Regions from separate parts of the Mus musculus genome. Here all the other regions are linked to region 1. A link is a contact called in public promoter capture Hi-C data. All regions are on one chromosome and are shown on one strand. The core of a region is the stretch at or near the end of the contact, and the rest is flanking DNA. Distances in the headings are between cores, read along the strand shown.

Evidence for each region. Promoter capture Hi-C pulls out the DNA fragments that hold promoters and counts their contacts.
Region 2: a contact with region 1 is called in a promoter capture Hi-C map of liver, with 3 times the contacts expected there. The contact joins the promoter of Ddx56 here to the promoter of Selenom in region 1. A contact is called at or near these places in 3 of 39 promoter capture datasets (the C10 cell line and liver).
Region 3: a contact with region 1 is called in a promoter capture Hi-C map of hippocampal neurons, with 4 times the contacts expected there. The contact joins the promoter of Myl7 here to the promoter of Selenom in region 1. A contact is called at or near these places in 2 of 39 promoter capture datasets (embryonic stem cells and hippocampal neurons), 1 of 115 datasets of contacts at active chromatin or transcription factors (the HL-1 cell line) and 1 of 9 other capture datasets (liver).
Region 4: a promoter capture Hi-C map of liver shows a contact between it and region 1, with 7 times the contacts expected there. The contact joins the promoter of Aebp1 here to the promoter of Selenom in region 1. A contact is called at or near these places in 2 of 39 promoter capture datasets (embryonic stem cells and liver).
Region 5: a promoter capture Hi-C map of liver shows a contact between it and region 1, with 6 times the contacts expected there. The contact joins the promoter of Ppia here to the promoter of Selenom in region 1. A contact is called at or near these places in 3 of 39 promoter capture datasets (embryonic stem cells, hippocampal neurons and liver).
Region 6: a contact with region 1 is called in a promoter capture Hi-C map of embryonic stem cells, with 5 times the contacts expected there. The contact joins the promoter of Ogdh here to the promoter of Selenom in region 1. A contact is called at or near these places in 3 of 39 promoter capture datasets (the SN4741 cell line, embryonic stem cells and liver) and 1 of 9 other capture datasets (liver).
Region 7: a promoter capture Hi-C map of embryonic stem cells shows a contact between it and region 1, with 7 times the contacts expected there. The contact joins the promoter of H2az2 here to the promoter of Selenom in region 1. A contact is called at or near these places in 4 of 39 promoter capture datasets (embryonic stem cells, hippocampal neurons and liver).

What each region holds. Positions count from the first base shown.
Region 1 is chr11:3,512,034-3,516,105 of GRCm38.p6, forward strand. It overlaps Selenom (selenoprotein M), which reads left to right and starts at 2,651. Exons shown (of 5, transcript NM_053267.3): 1 at 2,651-3,040. The coding sequence starts at 2,912.
Region 2 is chr11:6,264,779-6,269,016 of GRCm38.p6, forward strand. Ddx56 (DEAD box helicase 56) reads right to left here and starts at 2,951. Exons shown (of 14, transcript NM_026538.3): 1 at 2,882-2,951; 2 at 2,640-2,801; 3 at 2,033-2,193; 4 at 1,734-1,904; 5 at 1,538-1,628; 6 at 734-978; 7 at 1-17. The coding sequence starts at 2,941.
Region 3 is chr11:5,896,466-5,900,415 of GRCm38.p6, forward strand. It overlaps Myl7 (myosin, light polypeptide 7, regulatory), which reads right to left and starts at 2,317. Exons shown (of 7, transcript NM_022879.2): 1 at 2,296-2,317; 2 at 1,961-2,074; 3 at 1,695-1,770; 4 at 1,367-1,471; 5 at 855-933; 6 at 661-709; 7 at 172-316. The coding sequence starts at 2,298. The coding sequence ends at 215.
Region 4 is chr11:5,859,574-5,863,283 of GRCm38.p6, forward strand. It overlaps Aebp1 (AE binding protein 1), which reads left to right and starts at 2,293. Exons shown (of 21, transcript NM_009636.3): 1 at 2,293-2,825. The coding sequence starts at 2,579.
Region 5 is chr11:6,413,689-6,417,671 of GRCm38.p6, forward strand. Ppia (peptidylprolyl isomerase A) reads left to right here and starts at 2,179. Exons shown (of 5, transcript NM_008907.2): 1 at 2,179-2,291. The coding sequence starts at 2,223.
Region 6 is chr11:6,289,720-6,293,775 of GRCm38.p6, forward strand. It overlaps Ogdh (oxoglutarate (alpha-ketoglutarate) dehydrogenase (lipoamide)), which reads left to right and starts at 1,878. Exons shown (of 23, transcript NM_010956.4): 1 at 1,878-1,974. Gm46270 (predicted gene, 46270) reads right to left here and starts at 2,544. Exons shown (of 1, transcript NR_168687.1): 1 at 98-2,544.
Region 7 is chr11:6,442,054-6,446,260 of GRCm38.p6, forward strand. H2az2 (H2A.Z histone variant 2) reads right to left here and starts at 2,390. Exons shown (of 5, transcript NM_029938.1): 1 at 2,284-2,390. The coding sequence starts at 2,286. It also overlaps the pseudogene Gm11970.

The DNA.
Region 1 (4,072 bases), core at 1,401-3,900:
TGCATGAATATATGTATCTATGTATTATGTGTGTGGTATTTTAGGTTTGTTTTATGTGTACTGATGTTTTGTCTGTCTGTATGTTTGTGTACAGTGCTCACAGAAGCCAGAAGAGGGCATCTTATAGTGCATCTCTTGGAACCTGACTTAGATAGAGGTGGTTGTGGGCCACCATGTGGATGCTGGGAATTGTACCGTAGAAGAACATAAAGCCATGCTTTTAATGCCAGAGCTGCCTCTCTAGCCCGTGTGTGTGTGTGTGTGTGTGTGTGTGTGTGTGTTATTTTTGAGTTGGGTTCTCATAGGTTTAGGCTGGTCTTAAACTCACTATGAAACGGAAGATTACTTTTTAAATTTTTTATTTGTGTTTTATGTCTGTACTGGCTAGTTTTGTGTCAACCTGACACAGGCTGGAGTTATCACAGAGAAAGGAGCTTCAGTTGAGGAAATGCATTCACGAGATCCAGCTGTAAGGCATTTTCTCAATTAGTGATCAAGGGGGAAAGGCCCCTTGTGGGTGGGACCATCTCCCATCTCTGGGCTGGTAGACTTGGGTTCTATAAGAGAGCAGGCTGAGCAAGCCAGGGGAAGCAAGCCAGTAAGTAGCATCCCTCCATGGCCTCTGCATCAGCTCCTGCTTCCTGACCTGCTTGAGTTCCAGTCCTGACTTCCTTTGGTGATGAACAGTAGTATGGAAGTGTAAGCCGAATAAACCCTTTCCTCGCCAACTTGCTTCTTGGTCATGTTTGTGCAGGAATAGAAGCCCTGACTAAGACAATGTCCATGGAGATTTTGCTTGCAAGCATGTCTGAACAGTACATGCATTCCCCCGGTGCTTGTAGAGGCCAGGAGAAGGCATCAGATTCCCTAGAATGAGAACTACAGACAGTTGTTAGCTTCCATGTGGGTGCTAAGAATCAAACGTGGGCCCCCTGGAAGAACAACCGGTCCTCTTAACTGCTGAGCCATCTTTCCAGCCCCTCTGAGGATGGCTTTGAATTCTGATCCTCGTGCCCTGTCTCTTAAGGGCCAGGATTACAGGCTTGTATTATCATGGCTGGCTTTTCACACTGGTGTAGGAATCCAGACTCAGTCTTCATGCTTATACAACAATTGATTCTACATGTTAAGTTATCTCACCAATATTTTTATATTTGTTTATTTATTCATTTGTGTGTGTCTGTCTGTCTGTCTGTGAGTGCTTGATATTAGAAACATGCGACGGTCAGAGGACAATCTGTGGGAGTCTCTTCTTTCCTTTTGTCATGGGTTCTGGGACTTGAACTTAGGGCATCAGACTTGGCAGCAAGTGCCTATAGTCATGGAACTATCTGCTGATGGTTCTCCCCGCCCCATTTTTAATGCGCATTTTAAAAGTGGTGGAATAAGCCCAGAAAGGTAAAAATACCTTGGATCACAAGCAGCGTTGGCTCAGTGTTGACAAGGTTCTCTGAATCCTGTGGGAAAGGGCACAGCGTGTTCTTGCTGTCTGCCAGGGATTGGTTCCAGGGCACACTTCCATACCAAAACTCGAAATATGAGGATGCTCAAATCCATAGATAAAATGGCTTAGTATTTTCCTAAAGCCCGTGTGGCCTGATCTTGTACTTTCTATCATTTCTAGATAATTTATAACACCTAATACAATACAGATGCTATAAATAGTTGTAATGCTCTATTGGTTGGAATAACAACAAGAAAAGAGTCTGTACATGTTCAGTACAGAGGCAGTTTTTACTTCCTAATATTTCCAACTTGAGACTGGTTAAATCCAGGGTGACAAAAAACTGATTGTACTTGCTGTGTCTGCTGAAGGCATGAGGACATGGAGTGCCACCTGTTTCCTCCTTGGTCCAGGGAGATGATCCACAGAGGTGTTTGGGGCTCAAATCCAGATCTATGAATTGGCCTATTTTACATTTCTGAAACAGTTCCTAATCTGCAAAACGGAGTTCATTGCTGGAGGGGGCCGTTGTGATGAGGAAGGGGAAGAGCTAATAATGGAAGGTAACACAGCCAGAGTCTGTCCTAATCACCCTGCCCTCAGGAGGTTGAGTGAAGAGTATTGCTTTGAGTTCAAGGACAGTAGGAGATTGGTGTGTACCATCTCTGACCAGATACTGTTCTAATGAGATGCATTGTGTATATTAACCCTCCCAGCCTTTTCTAGGTAAAAAAGGATAGGTAGTATTCCTTTGTAAGAATTTATATTTATTATTATTATTATATGTGTGTGTGCACCGCGTGTGCCTGTACAGGCACGGACATGCCATGGTGAGCGGTTGGGGACGCCTGTGGAGGACAGAGCACAACTTGTGGGAATTGCTGTTTTTCTTTCACTTTTTTTTAGGTTTCAGGGATAAAACTCAGGAGTCAGGCTGTCATAACAAGCGCTTTTACCCTCTGAGCTTTCTTGAGCGGGGCGTAGGTAATGGTCCTCGCTTACAACGTGTGCTTTGGGGAATTGAAGCTTTGATCGGAATTTCGTTCAAAGACATCAAAAGCGTATAAAGGAGATCTCCTAGGTTCCTGCTTCCTTATCTTAACTCTCTGACCCAGAAATCCTTGTGTCCATCTGCGAACCTCCTGCGCCCTCTGGTGACGCGAAGTAGTGCTGTCTCCTGGCATCCTGCGGGAGCGTTTCACACTTAGTGGGCAAATGCAATATGGAGATTGTGAGAACTGGGAACATGAAGTCTGGAGGACCAGAGAGTAGCTGAGACAGGGATGGGGGTTAGTGGGAGGCAACCACCCGATTTGGGTGGGATGTCAGTGGGGCTGTTTCTAGCTCTGGGGGCGTGGTTTATGGCTGGGCGGAGCTTTTGGCTTGGGCGGGGCCAGCTTGCGGGCCAGACGTGGCGCAGCGGCCGAGTTTGGGTGCAGCCTGCGGAACGTCTCCTGCCAGGCACAGATGAGCATCCTACTGTCGCCGCCGTCGCTGCTGCTGCTTCTTGCAGCCCTTGTGGCTCCAGCCACCTCCACCACCAACTACCGACCGGATTGGAACCGTCTTCGAGGCCTGGCCAGGGGGCGGGTGGAGGTGAGTGCGCCTTTTCCCAACCTTAGTACGACAGTTCCACAACCTTGCTGCCCCTTATCCCAAGAATATAGTCCGGCCTCAGGAATACCAGAATTCCCGAAACACCCCCCCCCCCTTTCCCTCCTGCACGGCCCGGGAATCATTCCTTTTATTTCCCAGCCGCATGATGAACAGCATCTACTGTGGAAGTAAGAAGTCTCGTCCTTGTGGCCTGGCACTCTGAACCCTTGCCTCTGCTCCAGGCTTGGCCCTACCGTGGGTCTCTGGCTATAATTTTTTGAAAACTGGCCCCTTAGAACCCACCTTCTCTAAGGATAACCTCACCTTTCCCCATTATTTCTCCCCCCACCCAGACTTAGTGCCTGGCATTCCAGAATCTCTTTTCTTCTGGTGGGGAGAAAAGACCTAAGCTCCTCCCCTCACTGTACTCTGCTGGAGCTGGAGGAGAGGATAGGGAAATGAGATACCAACAGTCCACAGCCACCCTGGACCACCACCACCTGCCGGCCAAAGGACTCCCCTGGAGTCTTCCTAAGTGATTCCTATGTTTGCAGACTCTTCATGGGCCTTAGCTGGTTTATTTTTAATTTAAAAAAAAATTAACAAAAGGAAGTGTAAGGGAGGCCTGAAATAGGGAGGTCTGGACTTCCTGTTGGGCTGCGGCCTCCCATCAGGAATAGAGAAGGACCATCCATACTCCCAAGTTAGGGAAGATCAGCCAGATGGTTCCTGAAGCTGAACCACAGGTGGCTGGCAGGGCTGCCTCTGCATGGGGTGGGGTAGGGACCAGATGGCAGGTGCCTCTAACAGGGCCCTTAGGGTAGTTCTGAGCTGTTCCCTTCTAGTCTGACTTTCGTCTCAAGGGCCAAAGGCCAGGGTTAGAATTCTACCGACAACAGGGAGAATGCCGTAACCCATGTCTCCTGGGCATTGGTCAGCTATCAATAACATGCAGACAGGGACCCATGGCTGGTTTCTCTCCCTCATTCTTTACCTGTGGCTCTAGGCCTGAGCTTCCCAACCTGTACAGAG
Region 2 (4,238 bases), core at 1,701-4,200, 2.8 Mb after region 1:
GTGAGATGATGTGGCACCTGCAATCCAAGGGGATGACCAGCCTGACCCTAACCATCCTCCTTCCCTCTCTCTTTACCTCCTTTATTATCCTCAGATCCGCACCTCAGCCTCCTCAGCTGAAAACTACAGCACTGACCTGGAGAGATGGCTCAAGGACTAAACGCTCGGCTGCTCTCCAGAGGACCCAGGTCCTAGTCCCAGCACCCACATGGCAACTAATACTCCGTAAATCCAATGTCAGGGGATCCAACACCCTTTATGGCCTCCCTATGCATCAGCTACGCACGTAGGACACATAAACCACACAGGCAATAAAACACCTACACTCGTAATTTTCCTTCCTTCCTTCCTTCCTTTCTTCCTTAATGGAGCAGCAGCTAATTATTTCAGAGTTGTCATCATACTGAGAGGCTAGCTCCTAGCAAGTGGTTACAGAACAGAAAAGGGATCTAGGTGTATAACTGAGTGGTTGAGTGCTTACTTAGCAAGAACAAGGCTCTGGGCTCAATCCCTCACACTGCAAAGAGGCGGGAGGAGAAGAAATAAGACCAGCTGTGTGAGGCAGCCCACAAATTTAATCTCAGCACTTAGAAATCTGAGGACTGCTCTAAATTCAAGGCTAACTTGGACTACAAATACAGCATAACCCATCTCGTAAAAGGGGAAAGAACCAACTGGGTTCTCCTTCCATGTTTCTTCTCAGCTTATCTTTATCAAGACAGACACAGCGGACCTGGAGCGCAGTGGGAGTTCTCCGTTGAGCACGCAGGAAGGAATGCTGAACTGTTCCAGGAAAAGACGGAGCCGGTAACCCCTCTCTAGAGTGTTGACAAAGAGCAAGGCTTTGCCCCGAATCAGTGACAGCTTGAGCAGGGCATACAGCAGCAAGAACTTGTCCTCTTCTGTCTCACAGACCACCTGAAATTGCTGGAGCTGGTCTGGCCCCGGCAGCTGGGACTCCTGTAACTTGAGGGTAACCTAGGAAGAGGACAGACCTGTGATCAGGAAAGAGAAGTGGTTCTGTGGACACTGCCTCACTAACCAAAGCAACTACATTAGTGCAGGATAGAACATGTCTTTAAGGGTTTTTGGTGTGTGAGCCACTGCCCCATCCCCCACCCCACCTCAGGGCTGTAACCTAAGAACTCAAAAGTACCCTAACTATTGTGGTATTAGAAACAAACTATACATACAGCATCAGTGTACAGCACAAAGACAAACATTGGGAGTAGACAGGATACAGAATAGAAGCCTGCACAATGGCTGGAAGTAGAAGACTGAAATGTACACAAGGGGAACTCTGGTCTTAGAATTTGGCTCCCTTTGGAAACGTGACCCCAAGTGACTTCCAAGCAAAGCACAGTTTGGACTAGGGAAAGCTATAAATATATAATGACTTCAAGTGACTTCCTTTCAGTGATTAAGAATTAGGAAAGACATACCTAACAAAAATAGTCCCCCCGCAAGCGCCAGAAGTTTCCTGAGAAGGATCAACAAGTTCAGAGACTTGGGTCTCAGTCCCAGATGCTCCACTTACCGGGTTATGCAGTACCAGCTCCTTCAGAGTTTGTACATCCTCATTGAAAGTGGCCGACATGAGAAAAGCCTGGTAAATCCGAGGCAAGTGACTGAAAGAAAGAACAGGGCTTGATCAGGCTCCAGCCCACCCATTCCACTCCAGTCCCAAGTCCAGACCCTTGCAGGTCTAGGAGCCACTTCTGTTTCTTCCTTACCAGAGAAGACTCTTGAGTTCATCCTCAAAGCCAAAGGAAAAAAGAAGGTCAGCTTCATCTACCACCAGCAGCTCTAGGGAGTCCCGGAGTTTCAAGGTGTTCTGCTGCAAGTGGCTTAACACTCGGGATGGGGTTCCCACCACCACATCTGGCTTCTCCATCAACACAGCTCTGCAGGTGGCAAGGATTTAGCAGCCAGACCCTCGCCCTGGCAGACCTGCCCAGGCTAGCCACTCACACCACCAAGGGCACACACTTGCAAAGCGTTCTCCCTTTGGAGGCCTGCAGGTTTCACCCACCTCTGAGAAGCTGAGTCTTCTGCAGCTGAGACGTTAGCCACTCGCACATCCCGAGCACAGTAGGCAGCCAGTTGCTGGATCATGGCCTGGGCCTGCCGTGCCAGCTCCTTGGTAGGAACAAGAACAAGGCCTCTCACAGCCTGCTCCATTACAGGACCTGTCTGTAAGAACACCAATTCAAGACCGTTCAAAGTACTGGGTCCGCCCAAACAGTCAGAACCATGTACTGCAACACAACCACCTAGCTGTGTCCTGATAAACTCTTAATTCTGCCCACCTCACAGCACAGGGGGCAGAGCTTTCCCAGGCACTCAAATTTAGAACTTGCTGAAATCACTTAACGTACTACGGAGCTGATGAGTCCCCCTCTAGATAAAAGGTTACTCAAAATTACAACAGGATGGCGGTCGTGGCACCAAGGCCCGGGTTGAGAGCCAAGTAACCTGAACTCCAGCTCAGAGATTAAGCTGCAAATTGACCAAGTTCTCTATGGGCCGCCTAACACTGACACAGGACCTATAGGAGGAACCTTGGCACAGTCGGGCACTTCATTCCCTATTCTTTTGGAGCGTCCTGCCTCATACTCACTGCTCCTCTCGCTACCCACCGCCTTCTTGTGGAGAAGCGACTGAAGCATCGGAATAGCATAAGCTGCGGTCTTCCCGGAGCCTGTGCGGGCGCGGGCCAGGAGGTCCTTCCCCTCCAGCGCCAGAGGAATGGCCTTTTCCTGGATCAACGTAGGTCGCGACCAGCCCAAATCGGTGACAGCCTAAGAAGGAAGAGGACGCAGCTCAAGCGGCGTGGAGTACAGCGGCACACCGGGTAGCAGCTCCACAGCCTACCCCATACCTGCAGGAGCCGGGGATCCAGGCCCATGTGTTCAAAACCCAGCGCTTCTTGGTCCTCCATGGCGTGACTCCACGCTGTCAGTGCGCACGCGTAGGGCGGGACAAACCAACAACTAATCAGCTCTGGAAGGTACGTCACTTCCTGGAAGTACTTTCTCCTGGGTGTCCGACGTTGCTACCAATTTGTGCTGGCTCTGCGCAGGAGCGTTCCGCAATGCTGTCCCTTGAACGCCCTCCGAATTGTGGATGCCTCTTCTCTGGCGCCTCAGCCTTCCCTGACCCACAGAGTGACGTGGGCAGGGCTTTGCTAGGTTATGGTTGGGATCGACCGCGTTTTGGCTAAAGGGAGGCAGCCGCCACTTAGGCACATGCGCAAAGGAATTAGGGTTCTGTGGGTAACCAGAGGCAAATCTCACTGGGCAGAAATCGCGGCACAAGTTGCTAACCTAAGATAAATGTTAAATCAGGCCTTCAGCTACTATGAAGATTTTCACAAATACTGCCAACACGCGGTGCAATCCTTAACAGCTCTTAGAAGAAGAGCCAAGTTGACTCGAACCCTTCCTGGGACCATCTTTCCCAGAAAACGAAAATCAGACTTTGTTACACATGTTAATAAGGCCCATTCTTTGAGAATTCCTTACCAGGGAATGTCCTTAGGACTTTTTCTTCTGTTTTTGTTTTTTTTTTGTTTTTTTTTTTTTGTTTGTTTGTTTGTTTTTTTCAAGACAGGGTTTCTCTGTGTGGCCCTGGCTGTCCTGGAACTCACTCTGTAGACCAGGCTGGCTTCAAACTCAGAAATCCGCCTGCCTCTGCCTCCCAAATGCTGAGATTAAAGGCATGTGCCATCACTGCCTGGGGAAGATTGATTGATTGGTTTTTTTGAGACATGGCCTCATTATGTAGTGGCTGGCCTGGAACTTGGTAGGTAGACCAGACTGGTTTGACTCAGCCTCCCTAGTGCTGGAATTAAAGGCATGCACTACCACCCTTCCTTGGGACCTCTTAAAACACCTAAAGCCAAAAAAGTGTCAGTTGACCTTAGGCCCATTTCTTCTGGGCGCTGTAACTATTGTTAGGGCAATAACAGAAAAGAGATTGGTGGGGACTAAAAACATTTACCAACAGGGTCTTATAGTGACCACCTATTAAGAAAGGGAAAGCCCTCCTGATAACAGGAGGGGCTGAGCTGAAGGAAAAGACCAATAAAAGGGGTCATTAAGTGGGCAACAGGATCAATGTAGAGCACTTCCCTAGCGTGCATGATGCCTTAGAGTCTCAATCAGCAGCAAAGGAGAGGAAAAGGGGGAGACTTAAGGTGGGGCTAGAAGCCTAACTGCAAAACGCTGGACTCTGGC
Region 3 (3,950 bases), core at 1,067-3,566, 2.4 Mb after region 1:
TGGCTCATTCCTGGGCCTCATGGAGGTTGTGTGTACCCCGTTTCCTCTCTTGGAGTTCACCCGTGGGCAAAATAGAGGTTCATATTTTACTTGGTGGTGTAGGGTGACTCAAGGTGGTACCATGTGGGGTCCCTCTCCAGCCCATCTGCCACAGTCAAGCCAACACCTCAGTTCTAGTTCAGGCACAGAGTTTATTGAGGTGACCTCAGCCTGTCTACTCCTCTTTCTCATCCCCGTGGGTGATGATGTAGCAGAGAGACTTGTAGTCAATGTTGCCGGCCAGGTCCATGGGTGTCAGCGCAAACAGTTGCTCTACCTGCAGGGGGACAGCAGAGATGTCACCCTATGATACCCTGTCCCAACAGCTGTGCTTCCGGACTCAGCCTTTTCAACCCCAAACTGCAGTCTGCTGGATTTTCCTGTTTCTGAACAGATTAGGAAACAGGCCCAATGGGGAAGGGGCCAAAGGGCTCACCACATAGATAAACCCACCCTCTTGGGAGTCTGCGTCCTCCCTTTTGGGTTTTAACAGAGCCTATATCTCTTCTCAGAAGATCCTGTTATCCATTTGGCTCCCACCAACACAGCCCTGTGGGGGGCGTGAGGGGGGGGGCAGCGGGTCATGACAGGAACAGGAGTTGGTGGGTCTGGGTGTCTCACCTCAGCAGGAGAGAACTTGTCTGCCTGGGTCATGAGAAGCTGCTTGAACCTGAGGAGAGAGAATGCCTGAGCTGGGAGTGCGAGGCTGGGGCCCAGGGTAGAGCTGCTCACCTGCCTGAGGCGCACAAAGAACCTCACCACCTTCTGGGTTTCCCCATGGCGCCCGCCCTGGGGCATGAAAGGGCCTCACTTACTCTTCCTTGTTCACCACCCCCTGGCCGCTGGGGTCGAACATGCGGAAGGCACTCAGGATGGCTTCCTCGGGGTCCGTCCCTGGAGGGGGGGGCGGGGCGAGGCAGCCAAGTGAACTCTCAGATCCCCTGCCGCGAGGCCCCACCCAGGATGAACTTGGAGTACAAGGGAGCTTCTTTGTACTGGGGCCTGAAGGGCTCCGGCTATACCGAGTGAATAAAGGTGGGGTGGGGTAGATTGGAGGGTGCAGAAGAGACTTGAGTCGGAATTCAGAGTGTTTCTTGGGCATCAAAGGGGTTGGCAGGCCCGGCTGGGAAGTCAAAACTGTGATTAGGAAGTGGATATTTCCTGAACCCAAGCCAGTTCAGGCGCTCCACATCCTCTGCGTTGGCCCTGGGCAGGCAGGGTGCACAGGTTTCAGGGGAGTTAGGTTGAGCCTCACGTGGGGCTCCCGGGTCAGGTGAGGTCGGGTTTGCGCTGTGGCTAAGGAGACTCAGACCTCCTGCCAACTCACCATTGAGCTTCTCCCCGAAGAGTGTGAGGAAGACGGTGAAGTTGATGGGACCCTTCCCTTCCTGCAGCATGGCGTCCAGCTCTTCCTCCGGAACACTTACCCTCCCTAGGAGAGTAGGTCTTGAGGTGACCCAGGCCGCCCTCCCGGGCTTCCCAGGCAGTGAGGGCAGAGGCAGGGGCAGCTCTAGCTGTGTGGCAGGTGGGGGAGGGGGATTCCTGCCTGAATGAGGCTAAGTAGGAGAGAAAGGGCGGGGCACTGTCCTCTCTCGGAGCAAGTGCCTGAGGTGAACAAGCCGGGTCCCTGGGAGGTTGCTCCTGGACCCACTCACCGAGCTGGGAATAGGTCTCCTTCAGGTCTGATTTGCAGATGATCCCATCCCTGTTCTGGTCAATGCAGCTGAAGGCCTGTGAGGAGATGGCCTGCAGGTGGGAGCTGCTCACCCCATCTCTTCCAGGGATGGCGGGTAAGGGAGAGTCTCGGGTAGTATGAGCGAGGTTGGAGGCAGGAGCACTGACCCTCAGAGGAGAGCCGTGTGCATGGGGTATGAAGTGGCTCCCCGGATCGGGGAGAGGCTGTTTGGGATAGGCTACTCACTTCCTTGAATTCCTGAATCTGGGCTTGTTCGAACATTGAGAAGACATTAGAAGAGCCACGTTGTGCCTGCTTGGTGGCTGCAGCCTTGCCTCGGGTCCCAGCCTTCCTACTGGCCTGTAATACTGATGATCAGAGGGGTCCTCTCTCCAGTTCTCCAAAGACCTCCTCCCTACCTCATGTAGTCTCGTGGGAGTGCCAGGGAGAGGTGCCTTTCCCCACCCGAGATCACTTCCCTGAGCCCAGCACAGGCACACAAGTCCCTGGCTCTGTCCCAGGGCAGCTCAGAGACTAGCACCTGGGTGTGGCTGGTCTCTTGTTCCCCACCCAGCACTCACCATGATCTGTGGCGGTCTGACTGAGTGATCGTGCCACCCAGCTCTTTATGTCTCAGCCTTATCACCCAGAGGCCCAAATAAGGAGAGGAATGGATGATTGGGCTAAACTTGGAAGCCCCCGCTGGTGGAGAAAGACAGGGCTCCACATAGATCCTATTCACACTCCTGGTAACCTTCAGGCCCCCAAGTGTAACATCCTAGGATCCACCCATCCATCTCTTGTGACCAGGCTCCATGTCTTCCCTGGTCAGAGACGCTCCAAACGTGTGCTAGTCCAGGTCATGGTGGTGTGATTCCCTGTGATGCCTGCATCTGACCGTCCTCTCACCTGACTAGTGCTGTCTATACTCTGGGCTTGGGAAGCAGTACATGATTCTGAGAATGGTCTCTGGCCTGAATCCCCTGGGTCAGATAAAACCCCTGAGTTCTGGCCTGCTGGCCATCTGACAATGGACAGACAGCAGTTCTAACCAGGCTGTGAGCCCCACAGGACCATTGGCTTGATTTGGGGGTAACTCAGGATTGGAGTGACCGAATGCTGCTCTCCCTACATTCAGACATGCGCTCTTCACTCGGCCTGTCCTGCTGAGACGCGCGTACCCACCCTATACGGAATCTTGTGTTTCTTAAGCTCCATCTCAACTCTACCCTCCTCCTCCAAATTCTCTCTGACGTTCCCAACTGAGAGCTGTAGCCTTCTCCTGGGCACCCAGCTTGCTCCACATCTGGAATCCAGAAACCCTGGCACGTGGCAGGCCTACATGATGCTGTTTCACAGGAAAAGTTTTGGGTTCTTATGAAACTGGCCCACAAAGACCATCTCATGTTTCTGAATTTGGGACCAAGGGGCTTTGGTTGCAAGCAGCAGCCGTCAACTTTTGAGGACCTTAGTGTGGCAGAGGAGTCAGAGAAGCTGGACAGCTTAGGGGAGATCATGAGTAGGTCTCTGACTAGGTTCAGTGTTCATCCTCACCCCAATGTGGCTATGCAAGGTGAGTTAGGATATGGGCACTATCTCCTGTTAGGACTCAAGTCCCACTCCATCCTCTTTTATTTTGAGATAGGGTCGGCTATGTAGCCAAGGCTAGCCTGGAACTCACGATGTTTCCCAGGCTGGTGCTGGGATTACAAGTCTGTACCACACACAACTCCAAGGCCTCCTTTTGTATGAATATTTTATAACACCCTCCTAACTACCTGAAAACAAAGTTCAATCATTCAAGTTGGATGTATAAAGAGAGACAAAACAAAACAAACAAACAAACCAGCACAATGCCTCAGATCCCAGTATGTACGAAAAGATGAAAGACTGAAAATCTGTTCCAATGTGTGAGTGTGCCAATATGAGTGTTGTACTCTGTTAATGCAAATGCTCGTGTTGGTTCAAGAAAGTGAAGCCGATAGAAGCAATTCTACACGAGAATTACCAGAAAACAGCAAGATTTCAAGAAAAATGTGACTTTCCCACAGAACCACCAATTTGGGATTTTTTTTCTGAAGCAGAGAACAGAGTAAGCCTTTGACTCCCTGGGTTCCCAGTGAGAGATAAATGTGCATTAAACGCATACAAGTCCGTTCACCTGAAGGCATATTCATGCTGCATAGAAAAGCATTAGGTAGATTCCATCTACCAGAGCCTCTGGAGGGACCTTAGA
Region 4 (3,710 bases), core at 1,043-3,542, 2.3 Mb after region 1:
CTCTCAGGAGCTCTGCTTCTGCTCTGCAGCATTGAAAACAAAACTGAAGGACACCTTCCTTCTCTCAGGCCAGCCCAGTGCTGTTGTGTGATCCCTCGGGAAGACTCTAACGCATTCACAGGGACAACAGGAGTTGGGAGGGAGAGGAGTTACAGAACTTTCCAGCAGGACCTCAGGAGAACGCCTGGACACGGACAGGAACCCCCAACCCCTCAGGGACCCCCTTGGACCCTTTGAGTGCTCCTGATCATGGAAGCCACCAGCCTCCCGATTCCTCAGCTGTGGCCTTGGCAGTGCCCTCTGGACATTTGACTTAAACGCTATGCTCTTCAGCAGAGTGGAGAGCTCTCCTCACAGGCTCTGGCTTCTGGTTGTCCTCTTGCCCCAGCGCTGTGGGCCCAGGTTAGAAAGACTTCCTGAGGACGGGCTCCCTCGGGAGGATCCCCAGCGTAGCACTGTGCTCCCACGCACCTTTCCGGATTTTCTGTGTGGAGGCCTCAACCCCTCAGGCCTCCTGGGCCCAGCTCCTCTGCTCGAATTCCTGTCCGTGACTCATTGAGGCTCAGGAAAAGGCTTTCTAGACCTTAGGTTTCTTTGTTTTCCATTTTTGAAATGGCTTCTGTTTTCCCTGGCAGAGAATATCCAACCCAAATTCAGTCCAAGTATGACCCATGCCTAGGGAAGTGACATCCATGTCCCCTCATGCACCCTGTGGCATACCCAGCATGACACACTGGACCAGACTGGGGGCACGGAAGCCAATTCCCAGAACTGACTTTGAGCACAATGATTCAGAGGGTGACCATGAGTGAGACTTGCTTTACTCTTGCTCTGCGACCAGGTTGAAGTCTCTCATGGGGAGGCCTAGCTGTGAGAGGATTGTCCCGGGATGGGGGAGGGGGAGCAAAGTGGATGAGGACCAACAGCCTGTGGGATGCAAGGGCTGATCGTGTGTGCTAGGCACAGCACAAAGTGGTCCATTTAGCCGGGCAGTGGTGGTGCACACCTTTAATCCCAGCACTTGGGAGGCAGCAGCAGGTGGGTTTCTGAGTTCGAGGCCAGCCTGGTCTACAGAGCAAGTTCCAGGACAGCCAGAGCTACACAGAGAAACTCTGTCTCAAAAAAATCGAATAAACCAGAAAGGTGGTCCATTTAATATGCGTATAGTAAGTTGTGGACACGGAGTTCCCCTGCTGAGTCAGACAGCTAGGAGGGCTAAGATGGGTTAGACCCTCCCCCCCACACACACACACACACTCACACACACATCAGTTCTTGGCATAGTCTCCATGCTTCCTCAAGGAGAGCCAGAAAGGAGACTGCCGGGAGGGGCTTGCCTACTCCCTGAGAGCAGTGGGTTACAGAGCCCAGTACCCGAAAATTTCCCCTTTTTCTCCCTGCTCATGCTGGACAGAGAGGGTGAGGGTGAGGGTGAAAGACTGAGGAGGTGGCATCGTGTTGGTGTTTCTTGACCTGCTTTTTCTTTTTTCTCTTCCAGCTGAGATGTAAACTTTCCCATGTCAATCATCTGGGGGTCGCTATTCTTTTTTATCAGAGTGCCTCCCCACCTTGGTTGAAAGCTGCCTGCCACTGCCCTGGACCTATGGCTGCTACAAGCCCACGTTCACATCTTTAATCCTTCATGGGTAAATGCTCTGGCATTCCTGGGCTTAGCTATGATGGCCATTATGAGCCAGCCAACGTTTGTATTCTAGAAGCCATAGCTGAAGCTGTTGTAAACAATTTGTTGTTTTAACCGCTTCTGGTCAGAGGAAGGAGAGAAATAGCTATTACTCCACATTGGGACCTGAGCCCTGAGCTCTGAAGTGGGGCTCCTATCTCCATAAGGACAGCAGCTTGCTGAGAACAGCTTTTCACAGCCTTCCTCGCAAAAATTGGCTCCAAAGACCTGGGATGTTGGTGATAACTGGACAAAGGTGACACCTGTGCAAGCACACAGCAGGTGACACTTTGAAGAGCTAACCTCCAGAAAGTGGAAAGGAGGTGATCGCCAGTACCCTCGAGGGCCCTACTCCCTCCCTCCCCTAGCAATCTCCCTGGGCTCAGAGCAAAGGGCACAGCGGGTTAGAGCACAGGTCTCCTTAGACTCCGCACACTCCCTTCCCCATAACTGTTGCATTCTTTTCTCCCAGGCCTTCCTCCCCGCTAGGCGCCCTGCACCCAGACCCTCTAAACTGGGCGCTGACGCTGCTATTAGTCTGGGCTCCGTGCTGCTCCGCCTCCCTCCCCCGCAGCCCCCGGTCCAAGGCCGGCTCCTCCTCCTCCCCCTCCGGAAACCCGAAGCCCCCGCCCCGGCCAGGCCGTCGCAAGCGCTCTGGAGGGCGGTCCGCGTGAGAGCCAGCCACGCGGGGCAGGAGCGCCCAGTTGCTGCCGGAGCTGGGCCCGCCAGAACCTCTCCTGGAGCCCCTTGCTCTCCTTGAATCTCCCTTTCCCACCGCTTTCTGGATACCCTTGACGCCCACGTTCCTCGCGCCCTTTCCCGCCCCTACGCGGGGCGCTGCCCCTGCCACCCAAGTCCCTGCTCAAGCCCGCCCGGCTCCCGCGCGTGCCCAGAGCCATGGCTCCAGTGCGCACCGCATCCCTGCTCTGCGGCCTCCTGGCACTGCTGACGCTGTGCCCTGAGGGGAACCCACAGACGGTGCTGACGGACGACGAGATCGAGGAGTTCCTCGAAGGCTTCCTTTCGGAGTTGGAGACCCAGTCCCCGCCCCGGGAAGACGACGTGGAAGTCCAGCCGCTTCCCGAACCCACCCAGCGTCCCCGCAAATCCAAGGCAGGGGGCAAGCAGCGGGCAGATGTAGAAGGTGAGAACCTGGTGACATGGGTGGCCATGGCATCAAGTGAGCATACAGGGGCTCTGGAGGGTCTAGCCACTTCCCATGCTGCCCCGTGAGGAATGTCTCTCCAAGGCAACGCAAGGCAACACACTGCCAGGCAGCAGTTCTGTCCTGGAGTTTGGAAACCTGGAGGTGTGTGTTCAGCATAGGGTGGCGCTGGGCTTTTGAGGTCGCCCAAGTTGTTCATCCCAGGTCTCAAGAGAGTGTAGGTTTGGACGAGTGGGAAATTGTGATTCGCCTCTCCGAACTGGCCCTAGTCTCTTAGTGGCAAGCTTCAAGCCTAGGCATCTGCTTGCCTCCTCTTCTCCCACAGGAACACAGACAGGGGAGCGGGGTGAGGAAGACTTCCAGGTGAAAGTGGGCAGTCTGAGATGGTCAGAACTAAGCGAGGTGATAGCATCCCGGAGGCATGCAACCCCGAGCCTCTTATGCAATCGTTGTCAGTAAATCTTAGCTGTTTTTCATGGCCCTCTGGAGAGTGGCAACGGATCTTGTGATCTCTCTCCCAGGAGACTGTAAGGCACCATTCATCATTCCTGAGGTCAGCCACTCCCCCTCCGGCCCCCACTGCTGTAGATCTGTCCTGCTCTCCCTACCCTCACCTCCCTGCACACTTTGCCTCCAGCAACCAAGACGTTCTGGACATTGCCAAGTGACCCTGCTCCTGCTGCATGTTTTGCTGTATTCCCTGTGTTTCAGCCAGCTGCCTGTGTGTTTCCCATTCGCCATTAAATTCTCCGCACCCAGCAATTGCAGCTCCTAGGGTGCTAGAAGGGTGGCCCCTGCTACTTGACTTCTCTGAGATGAGCCAGCACGGAGAGAACTACCTACCTGCCTCTCTCTCCCTCTGTC
Region 5 (3,983 bases), core at 929-3,428, 2.9 Mb after region 1:
ACTGTCTAGCTTGCCTGGAGTCCTGGGTTCTAGTCTTAGCATTGGATAAACTGGGTATGCTGGCTCATATCTGCAATCCTAGTCCACAGATTTATTCGTTTGTGTGCGTTCACATTTATTTACTTATGTATTTACATTAAAAAAGGATTTATTTATTTATTATATGTAAGTACATTGTAGCTGTCTTCAGACACCCCAGAAGAGAGCATCAGATCTCATTATGGACGGTTGTGAGCCACCATGTGGTTGCCGGGATTTGAACTCGGGACCTTCGGAAGAGCCAGTCAGTGCTCTTAATTGCTGAGCCATCTCTCCAGCCCCATGTATTTACATTTATTTACTTGTGTGTATGTGTGTGAGTGTGGGCACATGTACAACTTAAAGACTTTTTTGCAAGTTGGATTTTTTTTTAACATTTAGTGTGTGTGTGTGTGTGTGTGTGTGTGCGTGCGTGTGTGCATGTGGAGGTCAAAGGACTACTTGTGGGAGTCTGTCCTCTCTTTCTACCATGTGAGTGCCAGAGGCCGTATTCGAGTCATCTTGTCCCCTCTGAGGTCTCTCTGGTATTCATCTTGCTTTGAGGCAAGGTCTCTCTTGTGACTTCTGTCGGTCTCCTCTGATTCCCAACCTTTAGAGTGCTGGCATCACAGATGTGAGCCACTTCATCTGGCCTTTTCCCCAGTTCCTGGGCCCTGTATTGCAAGCACTTTTACCTGCTAAGCCATCTTGCTGGCTCAACGGAGGGACAGCAGAACATATCAGCAAATTATATGTCAGGTAAGAAATTAAACCCAGAATATGCAAAGAACTCCTAAAATGCAAACTATAACCAAAACAATCAGTTAGTTAAAAATAAAGGCAAGTGCTCTTAACCATGGGGCCTTCTCCCCATCCCTGTCTCTACCTTATCCACTATACTGACTCAGTCTTGCCTAGACTGTCTAACCAGTCAGTCTCCATTGCCTCCAGGCCTGGACTTACAGACTCCTCCCAATGGCCTGGCTTTTACATAGGTGCTGGGGATCCAAACGCAGGTAGGTCCTTGAGCTTGTCCTGCAAGCACTTAACAGTTTTGAGAAAAGCAGGTTTACATGATGCTATATGCACAAAGCACACTGGTACAGAATTTTCCAGTTTGGCAAATCAAAACTCTTTGTAGTTCAACCTAATGTGCTTTTGGTCTGATTCATCCAAATAAGGCATGGCCAGACCCACATTCCTGAGGTTCTGTGTCTAAAGGCCTTACAGCTCGGGAGCCAACTCCAGCAGACGCTATGGTGAAGGGTCTTCCACAGCACCGACTTTCCCATACTCAGGCTTTGTTTATGAGGCAGGGCCTCACACTTACAGCTCAGGCTGTATGGAACTCACTATCCTCCTGTCTCCATCTACCTAGAGGTGGGATTTACAGGCGTGTGAAGCCTTTGAGAGCACGCCTTAGGCCACATGAGGAAATGAGAAGACCTTGGGGTATTGGGGGTCGGGGAGAAAAAAATTACAGGTAGACTCTGACCAGGATCGTGTTTAAATAGCTTCCTCCTGGAGAAAACACAAGATATATTTGGAAAGTAGGACATTTAAAAAGTATTTCATAATCTTTAAAATGAGGGGGCTGCTTGTGCCCGTTCCCCAGAGTTTAAGAAAACGGAGGCGCTCACAGGGACCTATCAGGAAGCGGTTGCCATTGCACAATGACGGTGTGGGTCCTGGATCTAGGCCCAGGGATGCCTGCCTGTTCGAGTTTCCGCAGAGAGGGCAGCGCCTCAGGACCCCGCCCGACCTTGAAGGGCCGCTCGACCTTGAGGACCATGTTTGCCTCAGTTACTTGCTCTGTGCAATGGGAAGATACGCGGTACCACTGGGGAAGACCAGGGGCCCCGACGCGTTCCTAAGGACAGCCAGATTGCGTGGCCACCCTCCCTAACTGCCCTCGGACTCTTCCCCCACCGACCGCGCCGCAACCATCTAGTAGGAGCCCGCGGGCGGGAACCTGCCTCTGCGCGCTACAGCGCACGCGCGCCTCGCGCCCCGCCCCACCCGCGCCCGCGCCCGCCCATAGGCCTGTCGCGCCGTCACTCCGTTTGGAAAGCAGTTGTGATTGATCCAGGTCCGGGCGCGCGACTCGGTGGTGGGCGGGGCCCGAACCGGGTATAAAGGAAGCCGCGGCGAGGCTCGTGCCGCTTTGCAGACGCCACTGTCGCTTTTCGCCGCTTGCTGCAGCCATGGTCAACCCCACCGTGTTCTTCGACATCACGGCCGATGACGAGCCCTTGGGCCGCGTCTCCTTCGAGGTCGGGTGGGCAGTGGTGCTCCAGGGTGGGGTCCCGGGAGCTGTGGAGGGGGAGGCTCTCTCGGGCGCGGCCCGACCCTCCGGTGGAGCGAGCGCGGGTGGCGGCGCCATTTCCTGACGAGGGGCCATTTTGGGAGGCTGGCGAGGCGCGGGGAGGCTGGGCGGGCTGCGGACAAAGCCGGGCGGGGCGCGGCCGTTGGGGGAGGGGGCCGTCCCCGCCCGTCCCGGCCTCCCCGCAGGCGCACGTGGCTGCGTCCTGTGGGGCCCCGCGAGGCCGGGCGCACGTGCTCCGCGCCTCTCCCTTCTCCCAGCCGTTGGGCCCCGCCCTGCTCCGCTGCGGCGCTGCAGCCCCGCGGGCCTCTTCCCAGCCTGCTTTCCGGAGCCCCACAGCCTTTTACTCGGATCTGAGCAGGGACCCTGCCTAAGGTCTCAGGGGCGAAGGCTCGGAGAGCCCGGACGTGCTCGTTAGCCCGGTTAAACCTAGTGGTTTCCTAAACCTAGTGGTTCCTACGAAGAATATAAAATAATCGTTTTATAGCAGACTTGAGTGTGAATTGAACCTTTGGCCATTTGGTCCGAAGTAGCCACATTTGGTTAGGGAGGCTCAAAATACCCCTCCGCGTCCCCCACCCCCGAGCGGAAACGAGAAAGGCTTGGCTTTTGCTGGTGCCCAAGGACCGCCTCCTGTCGCAGTGATGGCGCAGCGGGGGAGGCGCTCTGAACCCCTCCCTATTACCCTCAGTGAGACAGGCATGTTATGACTGGCCACGCTGCAGTTTGCATTGACCAAAGTGGATTGCCAGTAGTTACCTACTTAATTAGTTCTGGAGGTTAAGTGGCTGCTTAAAGATCAGTTAGTAATTAGAGTACCCTAAACAATTGGCGTTTTTCTTTTACAAAATTAAATATTCAGCCGGGCGTGGTGGCGCACGCCTTTAATCCCAGCACCCGGGAGGCAGAGGCAGGCGGATTTCTGAGTTCGAGGCCACGCTGGTCTACAGTGTGAGTTCCAGGACAGCCAGGGCTATACAGAGAAACCCTGTCTCGAAAAAAACAAAAAACCCCAAAATTAAATATTATTGTTAGCCTCAGTACTAGCCCTTAGGCCATAGTGGAATATGTTACTTAGTGTCTGTACTGTTAAACTCCAGAAGCTATCATTGGTGAGTTTTTAACTCAAAAGCTAGATCTCCCGATTGCCCGCCTGCCACAGTGCTGGGTACACATAGTAGGTAGGCACATAAAAAGAGCACTAGGTTCTAATTAGCCCTCACCCAGCATGTATCTAGTCAAGAGCTGATAATTGACAAGGACTCTTGTGGAAACTTGGCCTAAGCTTAGCCTGGGTAGGATAGTATCAGGTTAACCAGAGCTTAATGGGAATGAGATGAGCCCATAGGTGAAAATAGAGGTGGAGCTGCCAAGAAAGGCTTTGAAGTCATAATTTGATGAAAAAAAATGTGGACTTGGAAAGCTGTTAAGCTGTGAGAAAAAAAAAACAGTCCAAAGGAGTCACATATTTAACTACTTAAACCATAAATGTATTCCTCCAAGAGAAGTGTAGATGCTGCAACTGATGAGTTGTGGTTTTCAACTAGCTATGAAAGGGCATGTAGATATTGAAGTGTTGGAATCCTCTACAGTCCTCTACAATTAGGTTAGGAGCCACTCACCTGATGCTTAAAGCTATGCT
Region 6 (4,056 bases), core at 628-3,127, 2.8 Mb after region 1:
GATTCCTTAGCACTCAATATCAGCCAGTATTACAGTGTGGGCTATAAGACCCTTAGCTATAGCCGGGAGTGGTGGCGCACGCATTTAATCTGAGCACTTGGGAGGCAGAGCCTGGTCAACAGAGTAAGTTCCAGGACAGCCAGTGCTACACAGAAAAACTCTGTCTCAAAAAAACACACAAACAAACAAACAAAAAAGGCCCTTAGCCATAAAGACTTGACACATCTCTGTAACTTTTTTTTTAAAGATATTTTATGTTTATCAGTAGTACACTGTTGCTGTCTTCAGACACACCAGAAGAGGGTATTGGATCCCATTACAGATGGTTGTGAGCCATCATGTGGTTGCTGGGAATTGAACTCAGGACCTCTGGAAGTCAGTGCTCTTAACTGCTGAGTCATCTCTCCAGCCCCTCTATAACTCTTTATGCAATCTGGATAGAGGGATTTGAGTACCTAGGCCACATTTAAGCTGCAATAGCAAGTTCTAACTGTGGGCTGAGGAATCTTGGCTTCTTAGCCCTTAGGCTTCTTAGGACGATATACCCCAGGTCCATGGGAGGACAACTCACGTGTACCATTGCTGATGCTTCTGCCCTTGTACTGTGGCCTATCACTGCTACCAAAGCTTGAAGAGCTTCTGGCATACTTGTGACTACTTGTGACTTCTATTTCAGTAGAGCAAAAGGACTCTCCAGCCAGCTCATCCAGCACTGGTGCCATTTGCCATACATAGCAAGGATAAACTGACAGTCTGTATTGCTGTCCATCAAAAACTACTCTGCTAAAAAAGAGAAACAAGCGGAGAGTTAAAGGCCATGAGCATGAAGCTGGGCATGGGACTTATAGCTATAGTCCTAGCACCTGGTATATGCAGGTAAAAGAAACAGAGCAAGGTCAGCCTACATTATGAAATTGAATCCAGCCTCAGCTACATGCCATTGTCTCAAACAACAACAACAAAAGACATGAGTATGAAATGAACCACTCTCCTTTTTGAGACCTGATCCAACTGTGTAGCCCAGGCTGCCCACAAGAACTCTATGTAGCCCATCTTGACCTCCCAATTGGTCAGTTTTTCTCTGTTCTGAAATTGCAGGTGTGTGCTGCAAAATCTGGCTGAATATTTTTGTTAGTTTTTTATTTTGTTTCCCAAGACAGGGTTTCTCTATGTGGCCCTGAAACTCTCTCTGTAGACCAGGCTGACCTCAAACTCAGAGATGAGCCTGCCTCTGCTTCTGAGTGCTCTGCTTTAAGGTGTGCACTCACACAGCCAGGCTCTGGCTTAACATTTTGACACGGGGAACATTTCATATTAGTGAAGTGTAACAGGTTAACTAGTGGATTTTGTCTGTTTAGAGCAGGCTCTGGAGCCAGGAAGATCCAGGGGGACCCCAGCACAGCTTCCTGTCAGAATACTAGCAGGAACACCCAAGTCGCATGACAACCAAGTCACATTAGACCTCGCTAACTAATCTTCATAAGGACTGCTGCAAAACAAGTGTTCAAAATAGTCACTCATGTTATTCAAATTATTTTGTGCAGGGATACATTTTACCAACCCAACTATTATTTAGGGCAGCTTGTTTTGGATACAAAGCCCGTGGGCCTCAAAGTCGCAGCGCTCCTGCTTCGGCCCGCCAAACGCTTCAATTATCAGACGGCATCCCACGCCCTGAATGTACCAGGTTCTTAACAAGCTTCGGAAGCGTCTCCCGTGTAACTGCTAATGACAGCCGAAAGACAGTGAGCAACAGGCTGGCTTTGGCCAGATGCAAAGTTCTGCATTGGCGCGAAGCCCGAGCGAGCGACTGAAACCCAATTCTGTGACGTCACGTCACGCCCACAGCCTGTCTTGCAGGCCGCTCCTCTGGGGCCGGGCTACGCGTTGACGCCACACGCCGGGGCGGGGCTGAGAGTTTGGAGCCCGGAGTGGTGTCGGCGCTTCACTCGGGTGGAGCTGAACGGGAGACAGGTAACCTTGTGCGGCAGACGGGCTCCGTCCAGGGCTGGGAGGCTCGGCGCTTGACACCCGGAGCTCGCGGCCGAGGGTGAGGCCTATGCGTCCTTGCTTCCGGAGTGCCTGAGTGACGGGCGTGAAGCCGGACAGAGCCGGGCTGGCGGAGGGCGGCGATGGTGGGCGGGGGACGAGACCTGACGGACAGACGTTATAGCCAATGGCGTGGCAGGGTCCTCCAGGCGGGCGGAGATTGGCGGACGCGGACTTGCGCCGGGGGTCGGGGGGCCGAGCGCTATTGGCTCTGGCGGCGGAGCCGCGAAGGTGGCGGGCTAGGGAGTAGGTGGCCTGGCGGCCCGGGAGAGCCCCAAGGTCGCGGCGTGTCACGTGGACCGGTCGCTCCCTCTGGCCCGCGCGCGTTCTTTTGTCCTGCGTGCGCTGACCCCAGCAGGCCGCCGTCCTTGTGTTCGCCGTGCCCGGACACGGCGCTGACCTTGGTGCCTGCGGCAGCCCCACCTGCCGGTATGAGGTAAACCAGGCTGTCGGCCAAGGTGACACTGGTTTCCCTAGAAACACCATCCACGCACCGCTTTCCTCGCGAGAGTGTGTGACAGATGTGAGTTATACCCAGAGTGACTGGGAAGCCTGCTACTGTGCCCTCGCATGAGTTACCAGATCATGTTTCTTTTGCCCACCGAGCAGTGTGCCAGTCTCTGAAGTGACAGGTTCGGCAAGAATCCTCACGTGGATACCATGTAAAGACAGGAGAGCGGAGTGTAGGGCATTTGAGTATCTACACGGTGAAGGAGCAGGGTGAGGTGTGGAAAAGGGATTAAAGGTAATGAGAAGTGACGGGCTAGGTGTTGTGCGCATGCGTAACTCAACTTCCTGACTGTAAGATCAGAAAATGGCGGCGTTAAGCATCATTGGAGGGTGGAGTTTTAGATCCTTGACGTCAAAAGGTCACTCAAGGAACACCTCTACAGGCCCAAGTGGGGTCAGTGGGGTCAACCTGTATTCGATGGAGGTCTCTACGTCCGTAAGTGTTATCTGTATATAGTGAAGCTATTGCGAATGTGCAACTGGTCTTCATCACCCTAAGTAGAAGCGTGTAACTAAAAATAGAAGTAAAAATTTCCCCCAGCTTTTCTGTGGATTTCATTGCCCTTACAGGCCCTACTTGTGTCTGTGTATCCTGTGCTCTGACATTGAGCAGAGGACACCGTTGGAGTTCCTCTGTTTGTCTGATCCTCTAGCCTTGCCCTTGAAGGTGGAACCAGGTAGATTAGTAGGTGGCGTTAGGAAAGTGACACTATAATTGTCTTTTTCTCTTTTTCTATCCTTGTCATTTTGTATCACATACTATGCAGCTTTCTTTCTTTTTTTTTTTTTAATTTAAAAGGTTACATTTATTTGTAGGTAGGGAGATGTGCACACGTGACAGTGCTTGTGTAGATGTCACGGGGCAACTTGTGAGCGCTGGTTCTCATCTTTCATCTTTCTAGGGGTTGACCACAGGTGATCAGGTTTGGTGACACTGGTCCAATTTGCAGGCCCCTACTTTCTTTCTTGGTATATACACATTTAGTCTTGCTTATCTCTAAGGCAGATTGATCTTCTCATTATTTATGTGCCTTTCAGTTGCTGGTAATTGCCTTTTCTGTGCCGTTTATTTTATTAAATAATAATGGGGCTATTCTTGGAAATATGATTAATATTTCCATGAAATGTGTGTTTTCAACCTGACTTTCAGTGTTGCTGTCTTGGAAATGATAGTCTTGTAGACCAGCACATACTTTATTCTGTTTTATCTACCTGTCTATTGGGCTTCTCCTGATGATGTGTTAGGATTTATAGTGATGTGTTAAAATTTTAATCTTCCATGTTGCTAATTTTTTTCTAATGTCATTTTTCTTTCTGCTGGCTTCCTTTGGGTTCCTTTAGCATAGTTGCTGGAATGAGGCTCCCAGCTGGTTGTGGTTGGAGTAGAGGTAGAAATGAAGCTCCTGCTTTGTATTTTGGGACTCCTTTGCCTGTCACCATCCTTTGGCTTAAGAGCATAGGCTTTGTGGTTCCTTTGTCTACTCCTGTTGGCATGTC
Region 7 (4,207 bases), core at 1,140-3,639, 2.9 Mb after region 1:
TTTGGCAAGTTGTCCTCTAACTCCCATAAGCCCACCCATGTATATACATAATAAATACATACTTTAAAAAGTGAAACAATACAAAATTACTTATCCTAGTAATTCTGTTAGACTGGGCTAAGCTTCTCGGTTAAAAAAAAAATTTATACACGGGAAAAGGAGGGCACTGAACTATATTTTCACTCCTAAAAACCTGAAAAACTTCCTATTACTCTAATAGACACACTTTTACTTATCAATTTAAAACATCTTTTGTTTTGTTTTGGTTTTTCGAGACAGGATTTCTCTGTGTAGCCCTGGCTATCCTGGAACTCACTCTGTAGACCAGGCTGACCTCAAACTCAGAAATCCGCCTGCCTCTGCCTCCCAAGTGCTGGGATTAAAGTTAAAACATCTTTACCAAGGACAACCAATGCATGAAGGATTTTTCATTTTACGTTAATGCTTATGTACTTTTAAATGGATACTTGAAAACATATCACTAGAATTTATGAGAAAGAAAAAAAACCAAGGGCTATGAAAAATCAACTGTTTGAGCAAATTCATTTACAAAGAAATAACCTATGCTGCTTGTCAGAGCACTTCCTCATGATCACCACAGAACAACTAACTACAAATGACACAAGTTTTCTAGTTCAAAGTCTGAGAATTTTACAGTCTAAACTTGGAGACTTTCCATTAGCCAATCTATTTATAGTTGATCTATTAAATGCCTCAGATGTCATGGTCAACAATGAGACAAACTATTATTATCTACAGTATGAGAAATGATAGCCTGGGGTTGATTTTTAACTTTTAAGCAAGAAGCACCTGTTGAAAGTACCTGTCAAGCCGGGCGTGGTGGCGCACACCTTTAATCCTGGGAGGCAGAGGCAGGCAGATTTCTGAGTTCGAGGCCAGCCTGGTCTACAAAGTGAGTTCCAGGACAGCCAGGGCTATATACAGAGAAACCCTGTCTCGAAAAACCAAAAACCGAAAAAAAAAAAAAAAGAAAGAAAGAAAAAGAAAAAAAAAAAAAACCCAAAAATAAAGTACCTATCATGTGAAAATGTAGATGAAACACAAAGTAATAAAACTGATGTTACAATGGATTTAGTAATAGATTTGCTCAGGAAACATTGGCCCAAGTGAAATTTAGCTAAAGGTGGACCGCCTCTCAAACCCCTCGAAGATAAGCAGTATGCTAAGCAGGCCTGCAAATTAAAAACATGGAACTTAGGATGTTAGGAGACAACTGTTCACCAGGATGGGCCACCCAATCAGACTCATTCCCGTGACAAAGGAGACAGAACTGATCTATGACCAGCAGTTAGGCCCAGATAAAGATAAACCAGCTTGTAATTCTGCAAGGTAGGTATGATGACCCTCGGTAATAACTTTGAAAAAGAACAGTGGCATACTTAAAAATACTCCTAGCCATATGTAGTAATATGTATAAATCTATCCACTTCAGCGGTCAGACTTGCAATCTCCTGTCTCTGCTTAAATTGTTCAAAGTGTAACCTGGGACCTCAAAAGAGATGTCAGGATAACAGAGTCTGTGGAATGCACACATCTAAAATGTACATAAATTAGTAAGCTCTTCAGTTGGAGGCAGGCTCTTGCTTGAGTCTTAGCCCAGCCAGACAAGCGTCAAAGAAAAGATAAAGAGCTTTTCCTTAACTAATCTCTAAGTGCATGCAGAGAGTCCTTCTTGGGAAGGCTTACTATTTCTATAACAGCGAAAGCATATTTCAAGCAGGATACCGACAGAAATATAATTCCAAAAAGAGAGCGTCACTCCCCTTAATCTTGGTGAAACACATAGGTCTCGATTGGTTTTAGGACTTTCCCCTCAATTTCAGAATGGGGCTAAAGTTTTACTCACTTTCTTTCTTTAGAAGTCACTTTCAACTAGATCTAAACTACAGAATGAAAAGATACTTTAAGATGAAGCCAAGTAAATAAACTTCTATTCCAAAGAATAACCGGCAAGCCGCTGACGAGGCGAGCGGTTCTGGTGGGCAGGATCAGAACTCCTCCGATCCTCAGCGGGGGGCATTACGTAACCCTGAGCCGAAGCCTCAGAACTCGCAGGGCTACAGCCGGACCTCCTCTGTGCGGCGCAGCACCCGCCCCCCTGCTTCTGCCTCCCGCGTCCGGCGCGCCCCCCCAACCCCCGGCGGAGTCCGGAACAGCGGGCACTCCGGCTCCGAAGCGCGACACCGCCCACTCCCGATCCCCCAGGTGGAGCAGCCGTCCGGGGCTTCTGCGCGCCCACTCCACGCGCGACCCCGCACTCACCATGGTCTCGGCCGCGCGACGCCCACTGCAGCCCCGCGCCGCCGCCGCCGCCGCTCTCGCAGTCGGACCGCCGCAGCCAGAGCGGGACAATGCCCGGGGCCCGCCTCGCGCCGCCTCCACCAATAGCCGCTCACGTTGTTCGTTTGAACCTCGGCGGCCGGCCAATTGTACGCTTCCTTCTAGCCATAACTCCGCCCTCCCGGTGCCGCCTCCCTAACCGCTGTTTGTTTTTTGCACACGGCCCTTGGAGGTGGGCCCTCCGACCAAACATTGACACTCTCTCCGCCGCTCTCCTTGCGCGGACTTCTGATGAACAGAAGAATGAACCAATGAGAGAGGAGGAAAGCCAATGAAAACATTGTCGGCCGCACGGGGGCGGGAGGCTGGGAACAACAGCTCGGTGAACCAATAGACTGGAGCGATTCGGCACAGCTGTGCCTTTCCCGCCCATTTCAGAGCCCGCCAGGACTTCTTTGCTTTGTTTTTCTTCAATTGCAACAAGTTTAAGGGGAACGTTTAGGTAGCACAGGGTCAAATGTCTAAAGTAGAGTTACCTTTGTGCAAAAGCTATTGTGAAAATTTAGGAATAAGTGTATATCGTAGTCCGCACCTAGTTAAATTCTCTAGCTATCGCCAACCCATTCACACAACTTTAAAAGGTTTTATTATTTTTGTGATCATCAATGAGCCCGGGAGATTTGGGAGAGCCACATCCATTTCTCAGCTAGAGAAACGCACTTAGGTGAATGTAGTCATTTGCATACAGCCTTCATCAGAAGTCTTAGACTTTGTTCTGGTTCCAGCTTCAAAGCTTAATTTTTTTCCCATTAGGAAGCACAGACCAGTTGTAGGAGTTAGTTGTGAGCAAAATAGTTTTCTACGGTTTTTGTTGTTGTTTGTTTGTTGTTGTATTGAGACTTCGTTCTTGTGGTAGGATTTTTCCAAGCCATTGTTTTAGAAATTTATCTCCAGCTAGACAATACCTGTCTCAAAATTTGAATTGTTTCTTTTGACAGGGACTATAGCTCTGAGATCAACCTCCATCAGAAGAAGCAACTTGGAGCAGGTCTTTATGAAAAAATAATTTTAATGCTAAACGAGGAAGGGATGAACTTCTAAATGAATTATTCATTTAAATATATGGACAAGTACTTGAGGGGAGTGGGTGGGGTGGGGTGGGGTGACGTCTTTGATCCGAGCACTCAGGAGGCAGAGGCAGGTGGATTTTTGCGTTCCAGGCCAGCCTGGTCTACAAAGCAAGTTCCAAGACAGCCAGGACTACACAAAGAAACCCTTTCTCAAAAACAAACAAACATGGGGCTGGAGCGGTGGTTCAGTGGTTCACTGACTGCTTGTCCAGAGGTCCTGAGTTCAATTCTCAACAACATGGTGGCTCACAACCATCTGTAATTGGGTCTGTTGCCCTCTTCTGGTGTGTCTGGAGTATAGCAAGTGTATACACACACACACATAATCTTTTAAAAAAAGATATGAAGATATGGACAACTGTGAGTGGAATGAATGGAATAATGTGTTCAGATAACAGAACCCTGTGTTCAAGTTTGGAATCAGTTCCCCAGGCAATACTGTAATCAAATGATAATGGTCTTACCAGTGTACCAACCATTATACTTCTAAGTATTGAATTCCCTACATTTTCTGACCCCTGCTCACCTTGTCTTTTATCACTTCCCCCTAACACCTTAAACTCCACTCTCCCTTTGCACACCTTTTTGCCTTTTCTTAAAGCAGTCCTCTTGCCTTGCCTCACTTAAGCATCCTTTAAGAGTAAACACAGCTAGATCCGGTAGGACACACCTGTAATCTTAGCACTTAAAGACTGAAGTGAGCTCTTTCCGAGCTGCTAGCTCTCCTGCGAACATGGTGAACGTGCCTAAGACCTGCCGGACATTCTGCAAGAAAT